Regions from separate parts of the Mus musculus genome. Here regions 2 and 3 are each linked to region 1. Evidence: chromatin contacts called from public promoter capture Hi-C data. All regions are on one chromosome and are shown on one strand. Each heading gives the region's core, a stretch centred on a gene start, on an enhancer-like site or on the middle of the called end of the contact. The rest is flanking DNA. Distances are from core to core; before and after follow the strand shown.

Region 1 (4,037 bases), core at 880-3,379:
TCAAAACCAAATATACTTCTTTCTTGAGACTCAATGGTAGAGTATGACATGCACGCCTATCATATACTGTGTGGTTTGTTTATGAATATAGGACACAATATAACCGCCAACACACACTTGGGAGAGACTGACAAGAAACAGTTACTGTAGTCCAAGCCTAGCCTGGTGGGAGTCTGCTGATGCACACTCAACACATTCTGGAAGAGCCCTCAATGGAGGCTTCCCAACGAGACAGATCTGTAGACTAAGATCTAATGAAGGTGAAGGAGACAGCCTGGTGGATATTGGAGACAGATGAGGAGACCAGCACGCTCCAGTGGACAAGAATGAGGATAGGCAGAGTAGAGGGTAGATGAGATATGCACATAAGTCAGCCCTGAATGCGAGGGGGAAGTGGGCATGTCCTCATCCATGCACTCGGACGACCTCGAGAGATCAACTACCGACCACAAGGACAAAGCGAACTTGAGCCTAAGAGCGCTACTCCATTAGCAATATTTAAAAAGTGGAACGGTGACATGACAGAATGGTTTGGGAAGGTATGGCTACTGAGGAAGGTGATCCAGGAATTCAGGGCTGTTGGTATTTAATCTAGATGTTTGTGGATTTTGCTGTAAAAGCAGCTGAGGCTCCCCTCTGAAGAGGGTGTACACTGCCCCAGAATGATTAACCTCCTCCACTAACTAGCCTGGGTGTGAAGAAAGTCACTTGAAAGATGTTAGGGAAATCCAGATGTGTGTGTGTGTGTGTGTGTGTGTGTGTGTGTGTGTGTGTGTGTGTGTGTGTGTGTATGTGTGTGTGTATGCATGTATGTGTGTGTATGCATGTATGTGTGTGTATGTGTGTATGTGTGTGTGTGTGTGTGTGTGTGTGTGTGTGTGTGTGTAGTGCTGATCCCCAACAGGTAGTCTTTTTCCCTTTCTCCCTGAAAAAGTCCCTGCCCTGTCTTATATAATGTACATGTGAGGGGAACTGCACACCGTGAGAGCTGGGCGAGGCTTGAGATTCCTTTGCTCAACCTCCTAATTTTAGGGCAAAAGAAGGCCATCTTTACTAGCACATACATCTACATAGGTAGTTTGGTTACTTGCACTTACTGTTGAGCATAGATCTTTCTCGCGTTTCCTGACAGCAGAGATTTCCTGGGTGAAAAACATCTAATTTAGAAAATGATCTGTCTTAAACACTTCGTTGCCCATCGTTCAAACCGCACAGATTTCAATAGTCTTAGAAACAAAAAACTGAGAGAGCAGACATTACATTCCTCCAGCGCATTAGGTTTCAGCCTTGGTGTCTGAACCGGTAGAAGCCCCTTCCTGGGCTAGCTCCTCCTGTCCTCTTCTTGTGAACCCTTAGCATAGGAACCCACAGCACGAGGCGCTCGGGTCCCCACTTCTGCTCTCAGCCTTCTGCTTCACCGAGGATCCTGTGATCCGATTCAATCTAATTAACAGCTGTTTAGGGAGCATCTTTAAGCTTTTAGAAGGCACCAAGCAAGGATCTAGGCGCGGGCGTTCATGGGTGAAGATGTCCCGACCGACCCTCTCCTTGAGAAGAAGAAGCGGGAGCTTAAATCTAGCCCCTTCCATAATTCACATGGTTAAAAAATTCCTCCCAAGGTTCCTCCAGATACACCCCACCACCCCGGCCTCCAAAGGTCCCCCACGTCTGGAGGTTACTGCTTGGCGCCAGCTCTGATGCTGCAAGAAGGTGACGGACAAAATGCTGCCTCGGGCATCTGTCATCAGTGGACTGGACTGAGATGTGCCCAGCAGCTCATCAGTGCTGAGTAGCTCCTGGGTCCGGGTCCGCTTCCCTTGTGCGCTAACCAGGGCGCGGCAACCCGGCTTGCCTCCAAGTTTCCCTGGGCACTCTCCTTTCTTGATGACCAGTGTTTGTCCCCAGCGTCCTAAGCCCCGCGGCTCCCACCCTTTCCCTCTCTCCTCCACTGCGATCCATTGCCTGCAGGCAGAGTTCAAGTTCAGTCCCGGCTTTTGCTCTGGATTTAGAAAAAGGAGAAGGGGTGGGAGAATTGGAGGGAGCCGGCTGGTCGGGCGAGGCCGAGGGGAGGCGGAGAGAGGTGGCCTCTGATTGGTTGGGGAGGGGGAGTGGAGGCACGGAGTTTCCCACAATGCCCCGGTGCGGTGCAGCCGCGGATGGATGCTGCGGGAAGGGGCTGCCATTTGCTGCCCCTGCCAGCGGCGCGCGGACCTGCCCGCGCTCCCGCCGCCTCCAGCGCCCTCAGCCCGACCGGCCTCTGCAGCGGCACCACCTCGGCTTCTTTCGCGGCCGCCGGAGCGGTCGCCATGAACCCCAGCTCCTCGGCGGGAGAGGAGAGAGGGGCGACGGGTGGCAGCAGCAGCAGCGGAAGCGGCGCCGGGAGCTGCTGCCTGGGCGCCGAGGGCGGCGCGGACCCGCGGGGTGCAGGGGCAGCGGCTGCTGCTGCCTTGGAGGAGCCCGCGGCCGCCGGACAGAAAGAGAAGGAAGAGGCGCTGGAGGAGAAGCTGAGGGACTTAACTTTCCGGAAGCAGGTCTCTTACAGGTAGGCGCGGGAGCTAGCGAGACAGGTGCCGCCCAGGGCGGGGGACACTTGCTCTAGCTCCAGAGAGGCACTTCTGTAGAGTTGGGGTTCAGTCTCTCTCTCTCTCTCTCTCTCTCTCTCTCTCTCTCTCTCTCTCTCTCTCTCTCTCTTCAACCTTCGTACCTCCGTGGTTTTGCTTCTATGTATGTCTGTCTATCTGTCTCTCTCTCCTGGGGATATGTTGTTCTCATCCTCTAATTCTGGGTTGAAGAGAAGAAGTGGGGTGCCCCAGCTTCTTCTCCCTGTAACACCCAGGGAGGGGTGCACTTGTAACAGAAGAGAACACTAAGGTCAGAACAAGATCAAAACCACATCTGTGAGTGTATGGGGTGCAAACCCAGACATGCCCAGTTAGAAGAGTTGCCAAAGTTGTCCCTAGGCTAGTGTCATCTCCACACTCCCCCATCCTTGCCGAGTTCACTGGGTGAGCCTTGGGCACTAACCGGATCGCTGAGATCTGTTCTGACAGGCAGCAAAGAATAAGCCATACAGAACAGAAATCCTTATGGGACGTTCTTGTCTGTTAAAGACTAGTGAGCTATGGGTCTCTTCTTGTAGGTATGTAAGTATGTCAGTGGGTGTTGGTGTTACATGCCTGTGTGTTCTCTCCCTCTCTCAGTGTGGACAGCCTACTCCCAGGCTTACCTCCCCCCAACCCCCTGCCCCCACCCCACCCCCACCCCCCGTCCCAGTGCTGGTGAGAAGAGATCACACTGGCACCTGAGGCTGGATGTGTCTTTGACACTAGGACAGTGTACGGTGAACGTCCACCCAATTACGCTTTATGAAGCCCCAATTGTGTGAGGATCCAAACCAAAGGGAAGATTTCATAGGTTCCTTACACTGCTCTCCCATTCCCAGGCACGAGAGACGGCGCCGAGACCACCCTCACTGGTGATTTTTAAAAGTTGAGGCCATAAGCAGAGTCTTGCTGGGTCTCAGAGTGATACTTGGAAAGGGGGGGGGGGCGGGTCAAGGAAAGCATCTTTGGAGCCCTCCTCCTTTTGGGTTAGCATTCTCTTCTAGAAAAACCATCTAAAGTATTAAGCCTGTCACACCATGTGCTGTTATGTAAGCAAAAGCAGATGACAGAGGTGTGTGGGTTGCGAGGGTGTGCTCTGTTTATGGGGGCAGGTGTGTGAATCACTGGAATCCCCACAGGCATTGCCTGGACTGGAGGCCCTGTCATCAGGGCATGTGCTCTGTGTCTAAATGCCGGTTTCTGCTGATTCCTAAATGGTCTCCATCCGTAGCCAGGTGGTTGCTGCTGCATCCATCCCTTGCTTGCATTTTGCTCTCTGTGCGCAGAGGGGGTTTCCCACCTGAGTTGTCCTCTTAGTTACTCACACAGATCAGTTCCAAATGGATCTTTTTATATTTTCGGTTTCTAAAAATAGGCAGGTGGGGAGGAGTGGGGTAGGTCTAGGGAGGTAGGCTAGGACACAGGCAGTTCAAT
Region 2 (4,203 bases), core at 246-2,745, 570 kb before region 1:
AATGGCTCATGCCTGTTATCTTTACTCTGAAGAAGCTGAGGCAGGAAGATTGCTAGCTGTGGACAATTCTGGGCTGCTACATAAGCCAAACAAAACATACACACACACACACACACACACACAAAACCCAAGAAGCAAGAGAAAAAAGATTTCCCTTCCTCAGTTACTTCGCATTTTAAAGACGTCAATTTGCCCAAATATTTGCAATATTAAAAGTTAAAAACTTCAAGTGTTCTCCCAGAAATAATTACTGCACTTCAAATCACTTTCAACGATTTAAACCTGGTAACATAAGCAAAGGAAACTACCTGTCAAAAACTAATTACCCAATAACACCACAAAAGAGAAAGTAACTTCCAACTACGGCATACAAAACACTTTGGAAGTCTATTTACTTTCTATCGTTTATCGAATCGCTCGAAATAAAATCTCCGAAAGCAGCAGACAACAAAACAACTTATCCCGGTTCCTTTGTCCCCTACGGAGGGGACAGAGAGGGAACTCATTAAGGTAAAAAGCCCGGAACGCACAAGATTCGAAACAGACGGCAGCCAATCTGCAATCAATCATCAAAGAAAATCCCCATCACTTCATCTCCATCCCTTCCTCCCCCCTCCGGCTCGCATAACCCGGGTGTACACGAGCTGATCCAGATCATATGCACCCGGACAAAGCTTTGCGGAGGAGCAGAGAGCAGCTAACTCGCCACAACCGTCAGAGCTCTGCAAAAGTGAGGGACCGCCGAGTCGCTCAGCCGGCGCGGGCCCATTTCACCCCCTCCCCAGCCGCGTGACAGCGGGTCGCGCCCGCCACCTCGCGGGCCCCTCTCACCTTGGGTGGCGAATGGCGAAGGACCACCGGCCGGGGAGCCCGGGGCGGGGGCGGGGGCGGGAGCGGGTGGAGGGGTCTCTGCCGAGCCCAGCGCGGGCGCCGTCAGCATGAGATAGCGCTGCGGCGCGGGCAAACAGCGCTGGCAGAACGAGTGCAGGCAGGGCAGCAGCTTGGGCACCCGGCTCTGGATGTTCTGGTGGCACACGGCGCAAGTGTCCAACAGGTTGAGCCGGGACGCCTCGCCGCCGCTCTCCGAGTCCGGGCCCTGCCGGCTCTCGGCCTCATTCTCCCCGCTCGGCGCCGCCGCTGCGGGGCCTCCGGCCGGAGCCGCTGCCGCCGCCGCCTTCTCCACAGCCACCTCCATTGTCCTGCGGCCGCCGCCGGGGAAGCGGGAGCGCGCTCACCGCCCGCCGCCCCCGACGACCTCCGCAGCCGCCGCCGCCTCCCGCTTCTCCGAGGCCGAACGGACTCGCGGAGGGAGCACAGGGAGGAAGCCACCTCCCGAGTGGCGCGGCCGGAAGACGCGGAGCTGTCAACGGGGACCGGTTCCCGCACCGCGACGCCGCCGCGCGGGCCGATAGGCAAACCGCCACCGAGACGCTCGATTCCGCCCAGCGCGCCCGCCCGTGCCTAGCAGCCTTTCTCTCGGGCCCCTTGGACCACCGCGGGCCCCGCCCCCACCTCCCTCTCCCAGCAACCGCGGCGACTGCGAGCCGAGCGCCATCCAATGACCGCCGCGCCTGCCCAGGGGGCGGGGTCTGCAGAAGCCCGCGAGGCTCGGACGGCCCCCGCGGGAGGTTGGGAGTGGGCGGGGCTAGCCCCGCCGGACGCGAGGACCGCGGCCGCTGATTGGCTCGCTGTGTGTGTGTCTCTCTTCTGTAGATTGTAAAGGAATCATTTGTTAAGGAGCCAGAGCAGGCATCGGGTTCCGCCCGCCGCTATGGCCCCGCCCAAGGGGCGGGGGCTCTGCCCAGTCTACCCAGCCTGATTAATTAAGAAACTGCTTGGAAAACTGCTTTTACTACTGGAGACTTAAATGGGTAAAGGAGTAAGATCGTGGGAGGGCCACGGGAGGATGAAGAAGTAAGTTACGTGCAAACGAGAAGAGACCCAAAACCGGGTTGTATGAGCCCACATTGTGTGAAAGGGGGAGTGTGCAGGCAGCTTTACTCTTTTTGTGGCCTGAATTTATCTCTGTGATGAATTAATGAGAATGATGTAAAGGGGGAGAAATTACAAATTTGTCGGAACTTTAAAAGACCTCAATGGAAAAGGGTGAAATTAATTTTGCTTCTTAAATGAATAAAAGCAGTTAATTTTTTTGAGGACTAAATAAATGATCTGCAAGTGTCCATAGTACCTGAATATTAAACTCTTAAAAAAAAAAAAAAGGCAGACGTGGTAGCACACACCTATACTAATACTCCAGAGGCAAAGGCAGGAAAATCACTACAAATTCAAAGTTATTCTAGGTTTTAGTCAGTGTAAAAGCCTGTCTCAAAAGGGGGGGGGGGGACCTCAATTCTGGTTTTAGAGTTTCAGTATTATATTTCATGTCTTCCTTCTCCCGTGCTTGTTACCGGAAATTCTGGGGAGTCCCATGGGAAGTGCCACCTGTTACTAGGGAAATCAGAGTCCCCTCTTGAGGTTCTTAGTCTCATTAATAAAAGAATTTAAGAAGAGCCTCAAAAGAAGCTGGAGGAAATTTTATTAGAGTTTAAAAGAAAAGAAAGAAAAAAACCAATGCAGGCAAGCTGTAAATCTCAGCAGCTGCCCAGAGGAAGATGGAGAAGTGGAAGAGATGCCATGCCATTTGTGTTAAACAGCCACATGGTTACAGCAGCCACATGGAGGGGAGCTTTAGAGAAAGAGTAAGGAAGCCGAAACTATCAGAGACTGTGTATTAGGCTAACACCCAAAAGAAAAGAGAAGACAAAGAGAAGGTTGGGAGTTTCTGAGACAGAATAGACAGAAATCCTGGAGAATCTCGTGGGGAATCTGGAACTACTGCACTATGGGCCAGGAATTTGGGGGAAGAACACTGTTTATTAAAGAGATTATTCCTCTGTGTCTTTAGCGTGGCTGAAGGTGAACCTGCCTTTCTAAGGGATGGTCCCTTATCCAGGTGATGGGCAGACTCAGCTGGATTAAGGTTTACAGAAGGAGACAATGGCGTGACTCTACCTCAAAGGTAGATTTCATTGGGTTATGATTAGTAGGCAACATTTTTCCTTTAATGGACCTTTAATAAGAATAATAAAAATTACATTTTCAGCCAAAAGCTGCGTAAAAAGCCAAGCTCAGTGGCACATACCTTTAATTCCAGCCTTTGAGAGGCAGAGGCAGGCAGATCTCTGAATTCCAGGCCAGCCTGCTCTACAGAGCCAGGACAGCCAGAGCTACACAGAGAAACACTCTCTAAACAACAAAAAGCTGGGTAAAACCTCATAGAGGTTGAAGAATACTGTGAGAGGAGACAAGCTTTTGAATACACATGAATAAAGTCCATGTGCTCTGTAATTCCCAAAGACTTGAGGAGAAAGACCAGGAACCTGAATAATCCATCGTGGCCACATTTATTAAAGCAACCAAGCAAGCAATTAAAGCAAAAAGTTAAAAACCTATGTACATAGTCTGCCTCCCCCTAAGGTGGGGTTCAAGAGATCATCAGCCTTGAACATGAGAAAGACAAGGTTTTTATAGGTCAGAGGTAGGTTTCCAAATGGAGGAAAGTAAGTGGGGTTGTTACAGTAGCAGAATTTAACAAGGTATTCATAACAACTTTATGAAACAAAGGTAAGGCTAATAGGTTTCCAGTATCAGTTTCTGCTACTTAGTGATCTTCAATGGCTGATAATTTTGTACAGACCACCCTCCCAGCCTATAGCTAGTCTTTGCTACTTTGTGGGTTCTTTCTCCTAACCTTTCCCTCTTCCCAATTTTCACCCCCTTAACACTAGGTAGGAGAGAAACAAGGATAGAGGGGAGAGAGGAATTAGGAAAATCCCTGAAACTAATTCCTTTCCTTTTGTTTCTTCTTTGACCATGGCTACTAACAAACAGCAGCCAACTTCACTAAATGACCAACAACCATCAACTCCACCTTGCAGGGGCCCTAAAGTTTATGTATCCTCTGAAAAGTTCTCAGAATTCCAAACATCACACAATCACAGAAATTATCTGCAGTTGCCAAAACCAAGTCATGGTCAACTGCAGCACCACATCCTACAGCTGGGATTCGAACAAAGGCACATGCTTGTACATTTCTGTGTTTTTTAAAAAGAAACCAAAATTTCAGAATTCTTACTACACCTGCATTTGTAACATATTTTGTGTATTTGAGGATTCTATCTTGGACCAAAATTATTGTAT
Region 3 (3,805 bases), core at 277-2,776, 950 kb before region 1:
ACTTCCTGGAGGCTGAGGCCAATTGTAAAGGACACATAGATTCCCATCAATAAATATATAATGAAATCTTCCTGGAGCCGTGGGGGATCCTGTGTGGGGCGATAACATGTTAGAACGTCATTTTAACTTAGTGTGTGTGTATGTGTGGACTAACAAGTTCATAAAAAATAACAACACAATAGGACTAAATGTCAAGAGCTGCTCCAGGCTGTGCCCCGTGGCCAGGTGAGTAATTCAGAGAAAAGCGAGGAGAGGGGAGCCATACCTAGGGCTATTGTGGTCAGGGTGCAAACATGCTCAGACAAGCAAACTCTCTACTTGGGTATGCTGGAGACAACTCCAAGAATGTATATGTCTGGGGGAGCAGGAGAGCAATGTATGGGGGTTGCTTATGACAAGTGACACAATGGAACGCAAAAATTAGGGTCATCAACAAAAGCTTATAACCTAGATTCTCATCTTCCCTGAAATTTAACAGGTGCCTATTTTTTTTTTTTTTTCAGAACAGGAACTTCTGATTCTTTGCCTAGATAGATGAGTTTGCCCAGCAAAACTGGGTAGCATCTTTCTGGGTCTTTTGCCTACCTCACTGAAGAGCAACCTTGATCCTTGGCCAGTCTGGATGGCTGACATTTCCCACTGTCTGTCATAGTTTCTCACTCAACAAGATACTTCTCTTATGCACGGCTTGCAGACCACGGCTGGTGCAACCTCTGAAATACAACTGTCCAAAATTGTAGTGTGTTCTAGGACCTTCCAACCTTATTCGGCCTTCAGAGTTAATGCACTTGGCTCTTAGCACAGAGACACATGCTAACTCCCATCCACACCCCCATTTCCCCAGGAAACTAACCCCCAACAAGGTCTTTTTCATCATATATTGGTGCTACTTTCTTTTTTAAAAAATAAGGCCTGGATCTGTGTGTTTGTGTCTGTCCACTTTGATTCAGCTTCAGTAGCCCCTTTCTGAAGACTCACTAAGCTCAGGGCAGTAGGCCTAGGTCTTACCAAAGGCCCACCTTTGCCAACAAGGTGGCACAGCTCTGGAAAGGCAAAGGATGGGCTGAGCCCTGTGTGCCTCCTCCCCATTCTTTTCCAGCGCGCGGGCTCTGGGAAAGAGAGCCGACTTCTCTCGGCTTTGTCCGCTCAGCAGCCCGGGGTCTGCCAGGGACCACGGCCGCCCCGCACACACACCTGCTGCCCGCCCCGCGTGGGCGGCTCGGGAGGAGCGTGCTCCGGAATCACCCGGTTTGCGACCGTTCCTCTAGGGCCCCGGGGGTGCGGGTGCGGGGCGGCGCCGTCCCGGGCGCCCTCCTGAGAGGCGGGTCCTGTGGGAGGGCGGGGACCGGGTCCCGCCTCGCCCTCCGCCGGGCCGCCCGCAGGCAGGCGCCGGGCCGGCCGGGAGGTGGTGCTCGCCTCCCCGCGCGGGGCCGTGCGTTGCCCGGCAGCGGCTGCGAGGCTCGGGAGGGGGCGGAGCGGCGCGGCCGGCGTGCAGCGGCCCCAGTCCGCGGATCCGGCCCGGCCCGCCCCCGCCTCGCCGGCCTCGCTGCGCGCCGGTGCTAGGCGCCCAGTCTCCGCCGCAGCGGACGCCGGCGTCCCGGGCCTGAGCGCGCCCACGCCCGGAGGCCGGGGTGTCGGGGAGCCGACGCGTGGCCATGGAGCGGGAGCCCCGCGCCAGGGTTGCACTGGTGCCGGAGCGGTGCGGCCGCGGGCCTTCCTCCCGCCACCGCCGCCCGGGGCTGCTGCTCCCCGGCCTCTGGCTGCTGCTGCTCGCCGGGCCGGCCTCGTGCGCCCCAGGTAAGCCTCGCGGAGCCCCCCGGGACGCGGCCGCCACCCTGGCCGCCTTCTCTGCCGCGCTCGTCACCCCCTGGCTTCCCCACCCGCCCATCCTCTTTTATTCTTCACCGCTCCCTCGCCCTCCTTGCTGGAGATGCTTTCCTATTCTTCCTGGGCCCTGCAAATAAAGGCATGGAGGAGAGGAATAAATCCAAAGGAAAAAAGAGCGAGCGGTTTCTGACCGGTCTTGCTAAAAGGTCTGCAACCTAGTCTTCCGTGAACCATGTTGCCCGAGGCGGGTTTGGTGGTTTCTGCTCCGAAGATGCCTATTTTCTTTTTCCCCTTTGCAAAATGCAGGCACTGGAATTGTGTTTGTGCACGGTTGTGTGAATGTGGCGTAGCGAATGTTTTGGGATACTTTTATTGTTGGGGCAAAGGGATGCATCTGGTGTGTGCAGAAGAGCAGTTGTGCATTGCCGTGAACACCCAGTGTTACCCCAGATGCAAGCAAGCTGGCTGTGTCCCCCAGTGCGCCAGGACACAAAGAACATTCAAAGAAAAAAATCTCTTGGAAAGCGCCCTGGCCATGGATCTTTCCAGGGAACTAGCTATTGGTATTACCTCCACAAAGGCATTACAATGGAGTGTGAAAATATTTTGAGTCTGAAGTGTCAGGGCATGAAAGGAGTCATGGTTGGTTTTTATAATAGATGCAATTTAGTGACTGTTCATCAGCATGGGATTAAGAGACATGATTTATGAGGCGTGTGGGTGGGTTTTGTTTGTTGAGGAAATGGTTTAATTCATGTTGCTTCCCCGAAATGTTTATTTATCCATCCTGAGCACGCACTGCACTGGACTGGAGACCATCTCTGAGGTGACACAGTGCATCCTGTGATTGCCCCAGCCCACACGTGCTTGGTTGCTTTGTGGGTAGGAAAGGAAAGGAGAAAGGAGCAGTTTAGGTGGAGAGCTTCTTCTCACTGCTCAGGAGAGACAGAAAAGCCATGAAAGCAGCCCAGAACCCTGCCTGCTTGTGGGAGCAGGGCCAGAGGACTGCCAAGTGGTTTGAAGGAAGTAGAACGCATTTGAAGGTGTCCCTTAGGCCCGACTGTGGGCATTATAACTAGTGCCACAAAGGGGATGGTGGAATACAAGCGAGGAACGGACTTAAGGGAGCACAGGTTGGGACCCATTCACTCGATCAGGAGGAAATCGAGGCAGAAGCATCTTGCTCAAGGTCACCGCCTGGATGATGAGAGGAATTGCTATAGCTCTCCATTCCCCTTTTTCTTTCCGTGACCCACAGGCCGGGGTCACAGCCGAAGCCTCCAGAGATTTCCGCTAGCTGGGTGGAACGCTGCCTCAGGGAGCCACAGCAGAGGTAGGGTTGACAGAGTGGGCCTCTTTTTAGGCTGTGTGTGCAGTGGCTGCAGAAACTTTGCCTACCTTAGCTAGCATCTCCTGTCCCAGTCTCGTTCCGAGAAGTCCAGTCCAGTGTTCCTCGGAGAGGAGTTAGTCATTCCGAGAGCTCTTGACTTTAGAGTCGACAGAGAAAGCTGGATTCTGCTGGATTTGACCGTCATGGGACCTAGCTCACTAATTGTTAACACTGATGTGTGCCAGGTGCTGTGTGACCTGGTCACATTATAGGCTTTATGATCCCAGCTTAACTGAGGAGGACCTTAACAGGTGTTTAGGAGAGTCTGGCTTCAGATTCTGTGATACGCTTAGCTTCCCGGCCCCAGCGTTTTTCCACTTGCACATGGTCATCTGAATATTCTGGAGAGGCTCTAGGAGATACAGTTGTTTTGCTAAACTTCAAGACACACAGTGGGTGTGTCTACACTGCCTCCCCGTTGTTTAGAAACCCCTTTTCGGGTTCTCTGCTACTCCTAATCCAAAATCCAATTAGGAGATGTGAAGTTAGATGTCTATCCGAGACCTGACTTCACAGAGATGAAGGCGGCATCCTTTCACTAAGTTGCTTCTCTGGTTTGCGTAGCTGCCTCTGGGCAGGAAACACAGA

Evidence for each region. Promoter capture Hi-C pulls out the DNA fragments that hold promoters and counts their contacts.
Region 2: a contact with region 1 is called in a promoter capture Hi-C map of hippocampal neurons, with 2.9 times the contacts expected there. The contact joins the promoter of Trim24 here to the promoter of Dgki in region 1. A contact is called at or near these places in 2 of 39 promoter capture datasets (cranial neural crest and hippocampal neurons).
Region 3: a contact with region 1 is called in a promoter capture Hi-C map of embryonic stem cells, with 4 times the contacts expected there. The contact joins the promoter of D630045J12Rik here to the promoter of Dgki in region 1. A contact is called at or near these places in 6 of 39 promoter capture datasets (the 3T3-L1 cell line, embryonic stem cells, hippocampal neurons and 2 more) and 1 of 9 other capture datasets (embryonic stem cells).

The regions. Positions count from the first base shown.
Region 1 is chr6:37,298,068-37,302,104 of GRCm38.p6, reverse strand. Dgki (diacylglycerol kinase, iota) reads left to right here and starts at 2,129. Exons shown (of 34, transcript NM_001081206.2): 1 at 2,129-2,542. The coding sequence starts at 2,157.
Region 2 is chr6:37,868,103-37,872,305 of GRCm38.p6, reverse strand. It overlaps Trim24 (tripartite motif-containing 24), which reads right to left and starts at 1,495. Exons shown (of 19, transcript NM_145076.4): 1 at 832-1,495. The coding sequence starts at 1,195.
Region 3 is chr6:38,251,860-38,255,664 of GRCm38.p6, reverse strand. It overlaps D630045J12Rik (RIKEN cDNA D630045J12 gene), which reads left to right and starts at 1,526. Exons shown (of 20, transcript NM_194061.3): 1 at 1,526-1,797. The coding sequence starts at 1,656.